Linked DNA regions of Bos taurus: region 2 is linked to region 1. Evidence: chromatin contacts called from public Hi-C data. All regions are on one chromosome and are shown on one strand. The core of a region is the stretch at or near the end of the contact, and the rest is flanking DNA. Distances in the headings are between cores, read along the strand shown. Region 1 holds the start of HSD3B7 (hydroxy-delta-5-steroid dehydrogenase, 3 beta- and steroid delta-isomerase 7). Region 2 holds the start of PRSS36 (serine protease 36).

Evidence for each region. A called contact is a pair of places that touch in the nucleus more often than the background predicts.
Region 2: a contact with region 1 is called in a Hi-C map of liver, with 3 times the contacts expected there. The contact joins the promoter of PRSS36 here to the promoter of HSD3B7 in region 1. A contact is called at or near these places in 2 of 11 Hi-C or Micro-C datasets (liver and skeletal muscle).

What each region holds. Positions count from the first base shown.
Region 1 is chr25:27,117,813-27,120,616 of ARS-UCD2.0, reverse strand. It overlaps HSD3B7 (hydroxy-delta-5-steroid dehydrogenase, 3 beta- and steroid delta-isomerase 7), which reads right to left and starts at 1,293. Exons shown (of 7, transcript NM_001034696.1): 1 at 1,221-1,293; 2 at 701-872; 3 at 321-476; 4 at 1-52. The coding sequence starts at 866. SETD1A (SET domain containing 1A, histone lysine methyltransferase) reads right to left here. Exons shown (of 18, transcript NM_001205433.3): 17 at 2,788-2,804; 18 at 1,864-2,692. The coding sequence ends at 2,519.
Region 2 is chr25:27,266,200-27,268,899 of ARS-UCD2.0, reverse strand. PRSS36 (serine protease 36) reads left to right here and starts at 1,382. Exons shown (of 18, transcript XM_059881689.1): 1 at 1,382-1,560. FUS (FUS RNA binding protein) reads right to left here and starts at 1,275. Exons shown (of 15, transcript NM_173912.2): 1 at 1,207-1,275. The coding sequence starts at 1,219.

The DNA of each region.
Region 1 (2,804 bases), core at 44-2,543:
ATCAGGAAGCGTGTTCCAGTCTGCACACAAGCCTCGATCACATTCTGTGTGCCTGAGGGAGGTAGGGGGCTGTGTGTCCAAACTGAAGCTTCCTCCCCATCCCAACACTGGACGAGGATACGTGCCCGCCTTCCCCAGGCCTGGGGAGAACCACAGAGTTCAGTGAGGACCGGCCTGCCACCACAGGGGCAGAAGGGACAGATTGTCACAGGGTGATCAGAGGTCAGGGTCAAAAAGGGAGCAGGGAACAAACAGCCAAGATCAGGCCACGGGCCAGGGAGTACTAAGGACACGGTCAGAACAGGTAGGGAGCAGCTTACCCTGGACGTTGACCTCGTGGATGGTCTCAGGACTGGTTTTCCCAAACACGTCCACCAGCCCAGCTGTGTGGATGACCACGTGGGCTCCGGCCACGGCCGCTGCCACCTCGTGGGCCTGGGTCACATCCCCCTGGATGGCCGTCACCTGCACGGGCCCTGGGAGCGGGTAGGGGCGGGCGGAGGCAATGTCAGAGCTGAGACCATCAGCCAGCTGCTGGGCTTGGCCCACACCCTCAGGAGCCACATTTTCCTAATGACTCATTCATCCTATCTGCTTCCCCCGGAGAGACATAACAGGCATCATCTTTTCCGCCACTCGGAAAGGAGTCCACACCCTCCCCACCCTCTGCTGTCCCTCCCCCATCTCTCCCCCCAGTCACCTGTCTTCAGCTCCTCCAGCCAAGGACCCAGGTGTAGGTCAAAGATGCGCAGCTCACGGAGCCGGGGTTCCCGCTGCAGCAGCATTCGGACTACATGTTCCCCCAGGAAGCCACAGCCACCTGTGACCAGGTATACCAGTTCCTGGGTTTCGGCAGAGTCGGCCATACCTGGCTGGGGAAAGACACCCTGCCTCACCTGGGTGGCCTGCCGCCGACTGCCCCAGCACGGGCTGCCCCTTTCCTCCTAGAAGGGGCCTCTGACTCAGTCAACCGGAGCAATGATCCAGGGGCCGGAGCGTTTTCTGGAGGCTGTGGCTGTGAGTGCAAGTGGCCAGGCTACCTGCCCTCTGACCCTACCAGCTGCAGTTCCCGAGATAAGGGGGCAGGCTTGGCATGGAGGAAGGGGTCAGGGTTTGAGGGAGGGAGAAGTTCAGGGGCCAAAAATGAAGGGTGGTTGGCAGGGAGCTGGGGCAGCGGGTAGAGGAAGGCGGGAAGGGCGGAGCTGGGGGAAGGGACCTACCTGCAGCCAGAGTCCTAGGGCGCCCAACTAGGCACCGAGGCGGTCTTCTGTGTCTCCTGGGCCAGCGCCACACGGTCCCCTTCCGCTTGCTCCTCCTCCCTCCTGGCCCATTCCAGGAACAGAGACCAGCCCAGCCTCCACCTCTCCGCCCTCCAGCCTTGCCACAGGGCACCCTCTGGTGGCCACTCTGTGCTGCATGGGCTTCTGGTTCCAGCAGAGAGCTTGTGGAATGGGGATGGGGAAACAGAACCTGCTGGGTGGGTGCTGAGTAGGGGTTTTGGCCGCTGCAGAACAGGGCAGGCAGGGTGACCTCACTCCAGTGCATGACATCAGTGTTTCCCTCTTGGTGGACCTCCCAGGAGACCCGGAGCCCAGCAGCAGCTGTGGTTCTGGGAAGGGAAGGGAGGCCTGACCTTGGCCTGGCTCTGGCTGGCCTTGGCGGGGATTTCTGGATGGTTGGTCCAGCCTATCAGGTGGCCCAAAGTGATGGGGGCTGAGTCTGCAGGTCTAGGCTCTGGCCCCAAAGCCCCTCTACCCACGTCAAACTGCAGGCCACCTGTTCCCCCACCATCTTCGTTTGTCCCACCCTCTGTCCTCAATCCCCATCCCACCCTACTCCTTCCCAAAGATACTGACCAAGCACTTTTGTACAATAAAGTTTAATCACAATTATAAAAATGTGGCGTCAGGTTTGCACTATTAACATATGTACAGTCCAGCCCAACAGGAAGGGCCTGCCCCCCACCATCCTGGCCTGGCAAAGCCAGAGCTTCCAGACACCAGGTGGGAGGGTGACCCACGGGTCTGGCAGGAACAGATGAGGCAGGGTTCCAGGCACGGAGTCCCCAGGACTGGGGGCGCAGCGCCCCCTCCAGGGGGAGAACATGGCCACTGCCCCCAGAGACCCCTAAACTGGGGAGGGGTGCACGCAGGGCACAGAGGGGGAGTCCCCATTAACACAAAGCATGGGGGCTGGGAGGCCCCCCAAGAACAGGATCTGTACAGGCCGGCACCCCAGGTTTCCACAGGAAACAGCTGCTGGCAGCTACAAAACATTTACAGCTTCTTCTCCGCAAAGAAAAAAAAATTGGGGGGGATGGGAGGGAGGGCAGGGGCAAGAGGGGTCCCGCAGAAGGTGCCTCAAGGGACTCAGGCCCCCTCGCTGGGCTCAGGGCCCCCAAGCCCACATTCCAAGAGGGGCAGGTGGGCCCCACTGAGCCCACTAAGGCTGGGAGCGCTGGGAGCTCAGGGCGGCGAGGGGGAATAAATAGGGGTGAGGGCACCAGTCCTGCCCCACCTCAGTTGAGGGAGCCGCGGCAGCTCTCCGTGCCGCACAGACACGGGATCTTGTTGTCCTCCAGCGGGAACTTGTAGTCGTAGGTGATCTCCTCATCCACGCCGATCGGCTGCTTCGAGTAGATCACGATCTTCTTCTGGGACTCGATGGTGATCACCTTGGCATAGCAGTTGGGCTGCGGGCCGAGGGCAGCGTCAGTGGCGGCCGGCCCCGCCCCAGCTCCTGCCCTGCACCCTCCCGCCACCCCCTGCCCGGCCCCCACCAGCGCACCGTGCAGCAGTGGTTGA
Region 2 (2,700 bases), core at 133-2,632, 150 kb before region 1:
GGAGGAAGACACCGCCAAGAGTTAGGCTGAAATCACACAGCTGTTTCAGCAGGACAGGTTTTTAATTCAAGCCAGAGGCAGAATTGTGCCGAAGGGAGCCTCCGCTTTCTCAATCGAAACAAGAATGTCTTACAAAGGGCCACGCTTCACCCTTTGCCCAATCTTGGAGCCTGGAAATGGGAACTTTTGGTGCAAAGCCAGCTAACCAAGGGAAGAGAGCATTCTGATCAGCACGTTGGCTGGCACTCAAGCCCCCAGCCCTGTGGCTCCCAAATGAGTGCGTTTTCCTGTCCCTCTTGCCTAACTCGGGGCTGCGGGAAGACTAGGCGAATCCAAAGAAGCGAAAGTGCTTTTTAAAGCGCCACATGGAAGACGCACGGGCCTGATCGGCTCATCTCCTCGATACAGGAAACGAGGCGCTTCCCCCGCAGGAAAGAGCCAAAGCACCGAGAGAGGGTGTGGCCTCAGGCGGCCGTTCTTTTCAGTTCCCACCTCTGTAAGAGGAAATTAGGCGGGATAGGCCCCGGGCCCAGTCCTCAAGACCGTTGGACCACTCCCCAGCCCCCTACCCCCAGCCGTTAAGCGGGCGCGCGGCCCAGACCCCGAGCCTCCGCCTCCGGCCGCGTGGCAAGCGAGGCGGGAACGAGGCGGTCCCGCCCCTTCCCGAAGGACCCCGGGGGCGCGGCCCACACCGGACGCGCGCCGCGGAGCCTCCAGCCGAGGGTCTCGCGACAAAAAGCAGGGCCGACAGGAGACCGGAGGGGGGGGGCGGTTCGCGCCGCCAGAAAGGGGAGGAGGGGCTAGCAGAGCGCGTGCGCGCTCCTCCGAGTGCCCGGATGCAGCACTGCGACAAAGCGGGCCCGAGCGCGGGGCTGGGGACGAGGGGGAGAAGAGGGTACGGAGACCGAGCATTTCCATCCGTGCCTCCCATTCCCAATCACTAAGCTGCGTCCCTCCCAACCCTCACCTCAAGGAAGGGGGCAACGAAGGGACGACCTCCCGCCCCACGCGAGGCGCCAGAGGAGCAAAACAAAATGGCGACATCGGCCTCCCCCTTCCACCCCTCTCCGCTGCTTCCAGCCAGTGGTGCGAGGAAACGATCCTGCACTCTACAGCCGCTCGGGTCCCACCGAAAAACAAAAGCCGGACTGGGAGGGAATGAGATCCGGGGCCGGCGCGCCACCACCGCCTCGCGCCCTTACATACCGTTTGAGGCCATGTCCGCGCACGCGCGCACAGGCCGACAAGCAACAAGATTCCAACACTACAGAGCACCGACGCCTCGAGGACTGAGCAGCCCCGCCTCCTGCGTCGAGGTTTATGTACGCCTCCCCGCCTACGTCTCCCAGGGGAACGTACCAACTACGGAAAGGAAAGGGGGAAACATGGCCGGACTCCTGGCACTCTTCAGGGAATATAGAGGATCCTAGCAGGCAGAAAGGAAATGTATTAACTAAGAACTGTTCAGATCATATAGATAATCCTGTTTTTTCTGACAAAGAAATATTTGCTTTGCAAGACTAGCGCACGTTTCAGATCCGCCCCTAGGATGGCATAATGGTATGATCCGATTAACCCCTAGGGGCGGGGCAAGGGGCCCAGGGCTTCTGCGGGCGGAACTGTAGTCAAAGCCGGGAGTCGTAGGGCGGGAACCGAAATTCCTCTGGCTGGCCCCTTTCACTGGGCCTCACTTTCACTCGGGGCGTGGAGTTCCTGCGTTCCGTTCCCCTTACCCTTTTTCAGACGCGAACTCCCTCCGGCACACCCTCCCTCTCTGGCTCTAATGTTCCTCCCAAGACAACAGACACAGACCCTCTCTCAGCGTCTCGTTTTCACTCATCGTCTTTCTGGCTTACATCTCTTGAGTCCTTATCAGGGTTTGTAGATTGTGACTTTTGACATGAAAGAAATAAAGCAGGGAGTTTAGCCCGGACCCTTCGGTCCTAGTCTGATCAAGCACTGATCGCCCACCCAGCGTCCTCAAGGCTTGGCCCCTGACTAGCTGTTGGACGGGAAAGCCCAAACACTCCGGATCTCAAAGAGCGTTGAGATTAGATGAGGTATCTCCCACCCTTTCACAGATATTTTCCTGAAACTCTATCAAGAAACCAATGTGGAGATCCAGTAGTAACTGATATTTGTATAGAGCTGAAGTGGTTTCAAAATGCACAATTAAATGCTTTCCCAACACAGTCTTATGAAGAAAGTAAGCTATCCCCATTTTATAGATAAGAAAAATAAGACTCGGGCCAAGTACAATCCGTGATTATAGAACAGGTATCCTGATTTGAATCCAGGTCTGTGCAGCTGCAAAACACTCCTTTTGTTGGTTATATGAACACTTTGCAGTGTTCTGAAGTCTTTTTACTCTCTATAAGAATGCGGACAAAACGTGAAATTCAAATTAACTTGCAACTTGCACTCTAGTCAAAGTTCCTAGAGAAGGAAATTTGAAAGTATCTACTAAAACAAGACAAAGGAGGTTATTCCTAGTACATGTGCCATACAGATTTTCCCTCCCAATTTACCTTTGACCTGAGTTACCAGAACTTTGTTTGTAGACACGTTTTAGACACTTTTTTCCTAGAAAAATACTTATGGAGTAGGCCTACGAACTTCTAAGTTTCTGATTTAGGCCCTAACACCCTGTCACCCACCCCACCCTTACTGGAAGGGCACTGCAACACTAGAATGAGGACA